Regions from separate parts of the Rattus norvegicus genome. Here region 1 is linked to region 2. A link is a contact called in public Hi-C data. All regions are on one chromosome and are shown on one strand. The core of a region is the stretch at or near the end of the contact, and the rest is flanking DNA. Distances in the headings are between cores, read along the strand shown.

Region 1 (3,747 bases), core at 669-3,168, 33 kb before region 2:
TTTGAACGCACGGGGTCTTTTTGCTTTTCCCACCACACAAAGATTAAGCTTGTGTAAACCTGTGGCATTTGCACAACACATAATAATGATTCTTTCTCTGCTTGTCCTATACTCACAAGTACTCTGGTCAGTGTCAAAAGCCAATGTCCTTGTTGGTAGACATTTCCAGAACAATCCAGTTTGATCAGCACCATAAATTTGTTCTGGTAGGAGATTTTCTCTTTTCACAAATTCCTGAAAGTTACCACAAAATTCACTGGCAGCAGTTTCATCCCCTTTTAACTTTGTGCCTTTACCAGCAGCCTTTGGAATACCATGACGCTGCTTAAACCTAGTAAGCCAACCAGAAGAGGCATTAAAATCACCTTCCATACCCAAGGCATCGAAAAAGAACCTAGCCTGCTTTGCGCAAATAGTTCCAGACACTGGAATCCCATTTGTTTTCTGTTGATTAAACCATTCTATCATAACTCTGTCAAGCTCCTCATATGTTGATGACTTCATAGACTTACGCTTGGATACCCCACTAGTAGGATCTGAATTGTTGGCATAGTTTATAATTCTCTCTTTGTTTTTTTTAATGTCACGAACTGTGGATTCACCAATTCCATACAGGACAGAGAGTTTTTTGAAGGAGTTGCCTTCTTCAAGCTTCTTAATAATGTCAAGTTTGTCTTTAATTGTCAATACCACACGTTTACGTTTTCCCAACATTTTAGCCTAATTATTTTAGACAATTAACAACTTGGATGTGAACACAAAGAGACCAGAAAATGGAGGCTTAAGAGTCCTCAGCTGTACCCTAGGACTTGGATGGTATAACAATTTTCAAAGAAAGTCTGATTTTTTCATTTCATTTAGAACTTAACCTGTTCCTACAACAAGGAATAGCTCAAGTGAACCCTATTTTCTCTTCTTCCTCCTTGCTCTTTTCTTGAATTGCAGCCTTACTGGAAGCTGAATCAATACTGCCCTGCCACCGAGGTTTCTAAAATATTCTCATGACCATCAACTTTTGCCATTACCGCGGGATTATTTTTCGTTTTTCTTACGCTATGTTCAAGAATACAGTTTTACTCGGGCTTGCACACTTAACAGACAGAAAAACAGAGCAGGACGACTCACTGCCTGACTGTTGTTGTCTCTGTCGATTCTGCCCGATTCAAGGCAAGGACTCCTGGTGAGTACCTATGAAAGTCATAGCTAGCAGAGGTGAGCTGTCAGTGTAAGGGGACAGGCAAACAATTCAGTACTTTAAATCAACAAGAACTTATAGCTAATGGATTTGGCAACTGAAAGGGAAACAGCGGACAAGAAGTAATGTCACATGATTCAAGAAAGGATAAAAAAACTTCATTGGTGGAAATCAGGACCCAACGCTGCAACTAGGGGGTGATAAGCTGGGTGAAGATCGTACATTAATCCTGGTAGAAGATGATCTCCATGACCACAGAAGTAGCTGCTGGGTCTGTAGAGGTACTCGAGCCTTTGAAACCTATAGGAAAATATCAAACACGTTTTCTTTTCAGTATCAGTCCACGATATTACTCATACCTACCCCTGCAACTGTGGCTAGGTCATCTCCACCTATCAACCTGACAGGTAATAGACAAATTAACGCTCGCAGGCACCACCCGGGAGCTGAGAGCCTACCTCCTGACACTACCAGGGCCTCTCCCCGCCGGCCAGCAAGCTCCGAGCCGGACGCTGGGTGAAAGTCGGAGGCAGGGGATCACCGCCACAACCCTGCAGCGGGCTAATGGTCACCGGGCGCGCGGGACGCCGGGAAGCAGGGAGCGGGCATCGTTCTGCCTGACCGGCCAGAAAACAGAGCCAGCAATGGAAGTCCCCAGCGAAGCCGACCCCGCCAGCCGCCGCAGAGTGAGCGCGCAACGGAGCTGCGCGGCCAAGCCGGAAGGCAGGGGATTAGGTACGCGCGCGCGCCCCCGCAGGAACGTGTTGTCGGCGAGGGGGCGGGGATGCGCGGGCGAGCCCGCTGAGGGGCGTGGCTTCTTGGAGGAGGGGCGGGACTTAGTCAATGCTCCGCCTCCGGACACTCAGCTTGTGGCTCACAGCTGAAGCCAGCAGAGGGCGACGCAGGGTCATTCCAAGTGGCCGGACTGCAAATGAGGTAGGAGTAGCAATTGCAAGGTTTTCATTCAGGTAAGACCCCAGGGAGTGCACAGAGCCTGCGTGCCTTCTTCTGCGACTGCGGCGACACAGAGCCAGATAGCAGGGGCGAGCCAGAAAGACACTTGGCACAGAGGACCTTATGCTGGAGCAGGAATGTAAGGATCACCACCTGCTGTCAAAGCGGAATTTCAAAACTTCCACCTGAATCAGTCCCAGAGACCCCTCTCTAGCACAATCGTTTTTTGGATGTTGTTATTGTTTTTAAATCCTTCTTCCATAAACCACAACCTGATCTGGAGTATTCTAACTTCTGTTTCTCAAGACAGACGGGTTTTTTTTTCCCCCATAGAATTCTAGTACCAGGAAAGCGAAATCAGACTGAGCATTCACTCTGCAGAGAAGAAATGTTGATTCCAGGCCCCCTTCTGTCTCCCAAGTCATATCTGTGCTGTCGTCCTGAGTTCCAGCCTTCCACTGTCTGGCCTATTAAATAGAAATCCTTTGATCTTTGATCTATCTGTGCTATCATTGGAATGACGTTGCTGGGCAAGGCCTAATTTTGCCTGAAAGTAGACTTCTCACAGCTCTTACCTGCTTCAAGCCTCCAACGAAGCAATCTGGGCAGTTCTGAATGACCATTTCTAGTAAAGTACAATTTCATTTCTATTGCTTTTAAAAAGTTCTCTTGTCCCTTCTCATTCCTAAGGAGTGAGCAAAAACACTGCACCACCTGCTCGTCTCTTTAACAGAGGAGAGCTAGCTTTCACAGAGGCCAACCTCATGGAAATCAGGCTGTACTTTGCTTGCCTGGCATTTCTTTCCTCTTCCAGCCTCCTGGGGTCACTGTGGCCTATGATATTACAAAAGGAAAATAACTCCTGCCTTGCTTGCCCATCCCACTTTCTGGAAGCTAATTTCCTTTCCCATAATGTGGTTGGGGTTTCATTTTATAGCTGTTCTCTGTCACTCAAAACAATTCTATTTACAGGCCTTTAACAACATTTTTAAGGTAGCAGTGTCTTTAAAAGGTTTAGTTCTGGGTTGGGGATTTAGCTCAGTGGTAGAGCGCTTGCCTAGGAAGCGCAAGGCCCTGGGTTCGGTCCCCAGCTCCGAAAAAGAACCAAAAAAAAAAAAAAAAAAAAAAGGTTTAGTTCTTTCTGGTGTCTCTCCTTTTGGTCTGTGGTTATGGAGGTATGATATGTTGTGAACTGTGGCAGACTCAGGATTTAAAACACTAAGTAAAATGTGTGTTTCTGTAGTTGTGCATGTGACATACATTTGTCTAACATGTAGAAGGCATACTATCAAAAGTGAACTTTCGAGTCAGGTATGGATAGGAGGTAATGGGAGGTTCATAGTTGTGACAGGTAGTACCACACTGGTAAGGGTGTTGATAATGGAGCAGCAGCATGAAGACAGGAAATCTGTCTTGTACTCAAATTACGGTGAACCTAAAATTGCTCAAAACAAAAGTAGCCTGGCCCAGATGAGTGTGGTGCTAGACATTTGCAGTCTTAGTTACTTAGGAAACCTGGGACAGGATGATTGATTGAGCTCAGAGCTTTGGGGCCAGCCTGAGCACCCCTGGGAGACTTATCTCCAACAAGGAAACAA
Region 2 (3,723 bases), core at 55-2,554:
CAATGATGACCATCCTCATTTTCTAGACAAGATACATGGTGGCCTCTATCTTTATTGAAATCTCTATGATGGTAACACAACCATCTGCCATCTACTTTCTGCCTGTGGTGACCTTAACTCCATGATAAAGTGAGTCTACTCTTCCATCAGGGCATGGTTGTGGGGATCCAAATATCTCAGACTAATCACGCTCACTTACTTTACTGTTTTAAATAAGTGCCAGAGCTCAACCCAAAGGAGAGTTCACGGGCAGCTGTTGGAGTGGCTAGTGTGTCTTTCCTTCCAGATGGTTTCTAAAAACAGATAGAGAGAAGGAATTTATCCACTGTTCAGTTTTTATGTTAAAACAACAGTAGGCCTGTCCCTCTGGGTTCCAGTGGGATGGGAGAAGTATGGGAGGAGCATGTGCTTTGAAAGAAACCAAAGGTTGTCTGTCTCTAGGCTGACAGTAGCTTCAGACATCTCCCTAAAACCTATGCTACTTCAAACAGTTTTCTCCCTCGATTTTCTAAAGAAATGGACCCCTTTCTTCCTGACGTCCTTGATTTACATGGAGCAGAGATTTCTTGCATCAGGTTGCACCATGAGCAGTCTGAGTCCAAGGATGTAAGCCAGACTGTAGGTCAAGACGACAAATGGGTTTTCTTTGTTTACTTTTGTTATTACTGGTTTTGTCTGTTCAAGTCTTTGGTTGCCCAGTGATTTACCTTGCTTAAAAAATATTGTACACACCCTGCAACCACTTAATGTTCCCTTTTATTTTGATTCAAACAGGTGGGCTGAAAATGGAGAAAACGGTAAAGATAATTATGATTCCAAAGATAAAAATGCAAGATACAATCTCAACTGGGGAATATTCATGAAGAATGACTGCACCCAGCTGTCAGTGATTATTGCTAGAACTGAGTGGTCACAAGGCTCAGGCCTGGCTATCTGTATGTACAAACAGACAGAGGAGTAGCTAAGGGGGCTTTTTCTTGTTAGCCTTTCAAAAACAGGAGGAGAAACAGCCTCAGGGATCCAGCCCCACCCACTGCCATTCCAGGATTCTGGAGAGGCCCTGGCCTTGTGCTCCCAGTTCCCTTCACAGTTTGATTAGCAAGCACTGGCCCTGGATGAATCTCAGGATAAGCTCCCAAATTGAAGCCATCATGGTGAGTCATCCAGGGCTAGAGGAACAGATTCGTTTTCTCAACTGATTGAAAGGAGGAGAAAACAGGAAATGCAAGGCTATAAGTGCCTTGGCTAACTTTTCGTAAAAGCAGAAGATGTTGCTGTTTCCTGGACGTGGTGATTGTGCCTCAGAGAGCACAACTGAGATGTCTTTGTGCTGTGCTGTGAGTCATCACAGCATTTGCAGATCACCAGATAGGAGGAACACAGTGTTTCATGCTGGCTGTTTTTAATTCAGTGGGGTTGGTTCTTATTTATTTTCCTGACACTTCAAGTCAGAGGTAGCTGCAGGTGACCTGTCACTTTTTGGAGATCGAATGGGGTTTGAGATGTCTTGCCATGTTTCCCGTTCATTTTGCTCCACACTTGGTTGCTATGGTAATGTATTTTGGATAATGGCACGTGTCCCTCTCTTACATTCATTTAGAACTTTAGGTTTCTCATTATCTCTCACTGATTTTAGCCACCAGATTAATATAAACCATTCACGGCACTAAGCAATGTGTGGGAGTTGTTGATTTTTATTCAAGTCAAGGGAACACTAAGTGAAAGCTGCTGCTGTTCCTTGGGTGTTTCTGTTTGACCATGTGACATGATGTCCTCAGTGTAACTGGCGGATTTGTCTCCGGATGCTCTTTTTAAGTAAAATAAAGTAGAAGACTGGTTGAAAGAAAGCATTTGAAAAACTGAGTCAGGAGACACATCCTGCCTGTCACAGGCTATTTAGAGTCAGCCCAAAGGAAGCTCAGTAGGTCTCGCTGTGAGTTAGTTTTGTTTCATTTGTAATTTCTTGCATGTAGGCAGGATGTTTTCTATATTTGATCTTAGCCAAAAGGCCAAGAAGCGACAGGATGTTTTCTATGACTTATTTCAAATTGTATATTTACAACATTCTCTAAAGCATTTTCATTAAAATGGCAATTTTTTGTGAGTTTTTTCCCATTAAACAGATATTACTAACTTGATAGGATGGTGTGATTTCATAATTTGAGACACTGACTCAGGATGCTACCAACAAATTTGTGACCAGCCTGGTCCAACTCGAAAATTCTAGGTAAGGCTACAGACTGAGACCCTGTTTAAAAACAAACAATGTTACTTGTACAAGGTATTACTCAGTGGTGGAACATTGGCCTGTCATACAGGAACCTCAGCACAGGAAGAAGAGACAATTTTTTCTAATATTTTGTTAGCTAACTAATCATAGATCTGTGGAGCACACAGGTGTGTGTTTATATGTGTTTGTTGCAAATATGTGCATGTATGTTCAGTTCAATTTGAGGTTGGAGAACAATGTTGAATTTCATCTATCAGTCTACCAGATACTGTCCACTATTTTTTTTTGAGGGAGGATTTATCAGTGATCATTGCTCAGCAAGTCCCAGAGACCCAGCCACGGCTCCCTCCCTATTGTATAAGATTACAGATGTGTGCCTGCTTTCTCCATGCATACTCAATCTCATGCTCTGCAGTTTCAAGACAATCTCTTAACCAACTGAAGTGTCTCCCCAAATGAATCCACCATGGTACTGAGTTTTCTATTGTAAAGTACTTCGTAGTTCTAAGTGCTAAAATAAGAGAATCCACTATCTAATACTTACAGTGAGTTCTCTTGATTAGTTAAGCTAATTAGTAACAACTTTAATATATCCCTCTTTGGATATCACTTAGCTGAGGTCAACCAGAAACTTACTGGATGCTTTGTCTATCACTATATATCCACTATTACTACCAAAATGCTACACTGTGTAGGAGTTATTATTTAGAGTGATAGAATTCACCATGCAAAACATTTGGAGAGCTAATGTAATACATTGTATAATATCTTAGCTGACAATAGTATACTCTTATCCCTCTAGCATTCTGGGTAACCTCTTCACCATTAATCCACACTGCCAATTCATCTCTAGTTATTGATAACTATTTAACACGCAGGTTTTAGATGCCATGGTTTAAACTAAGACTTAAACTGGAATGATTGAGACAGTGCTCTCAAATCTCGCATGGATATTTTTAAATCTGGAAGCTGTGATGAGAAACTCTAAACTGTGTAGTAAATGTCAATAAACATTGAAAACTTTGGGAATGAAATATTCTGAGGAAAGACTTGGTTCTAAATAAGAAACTCATTGTGGAGTAGAATGTAATCAGAGGAAATTTTAAATGTATAGCGTGAAGCTTCAGAAAAATTCTCTACTTTGTATAGTTTGTTTCAGGACCCATGTCTCTCCATTATTATAATCCAATCTTCTGCCAAAAAGTCCTTTGTTGGAGCCAGTCATGGTGGCTTAAATGCATAATCCCAGTACTTGGAAGATTGAATCAGGGGATCATGAATTCCAGGTCAGTTTGGGCTACATAGTGAGGTGAATCTGTGAGCTACGTAGTATGATGAGGAAGAGAAAGGATGAAAGAATGAAAGAATGAGAAAGCAAGTGAGAGAGAGGGATAAGGAGAGGGAGAGGGAGAGAGAGGGAGAGAGAGACAGAGACAGAGAGACAGAGAGACAGAGAAAATATCTGTACTGGATAGATAAGATATAGAGGAGCC

The links. Hi-C and Micro-C count contacts between places; a contact is called where the count stands out from the background.
Region 1: a contact with region 2 is called in a Hi-C map of the A7r5 cell line, with 5 times the contacts expected there. The contact joins the promoter of Tigd2 here to the enhancer-like site in region 2. A contact is called at or near these places in 3 of 12 Hi-C or Micro-C datasets (the A7r5 cell line, frontal cortex and mammary epithelial cells).

Annotation. Positions count from the first base shown.
Region 1 is chr4:89,742,687-89,746,433 of GRCr8, reverse strand. Tigd2 (tigger transposable element derived 2) reads right to left here and starts at 1,918. Exons shown (of 2, transcript NM_001305180.1): 1 at 1,654-1,918; 2 at 1-1,495. The coding sequence starts at 714. It also overlaps the pseudogene Acbd5-ps1.
Region 2 is chr4:89,709,157-89,712,879 of GRCr8, reverse strand. It overlaps the pseudogene Acbd5-ps1. Among named protein-coding and RNA genes, the nearest start is that of Tigd2, 33 kb to the left of the region's middle. Within about 2 kb of position 1,304, at least 39 of the 93 cell types and tissues checked have an H3K27ac peak or open chromatin away from gene starts, as enhancers often do. A contact at or near this core is called in the A7r5 cell line, where this site is marked.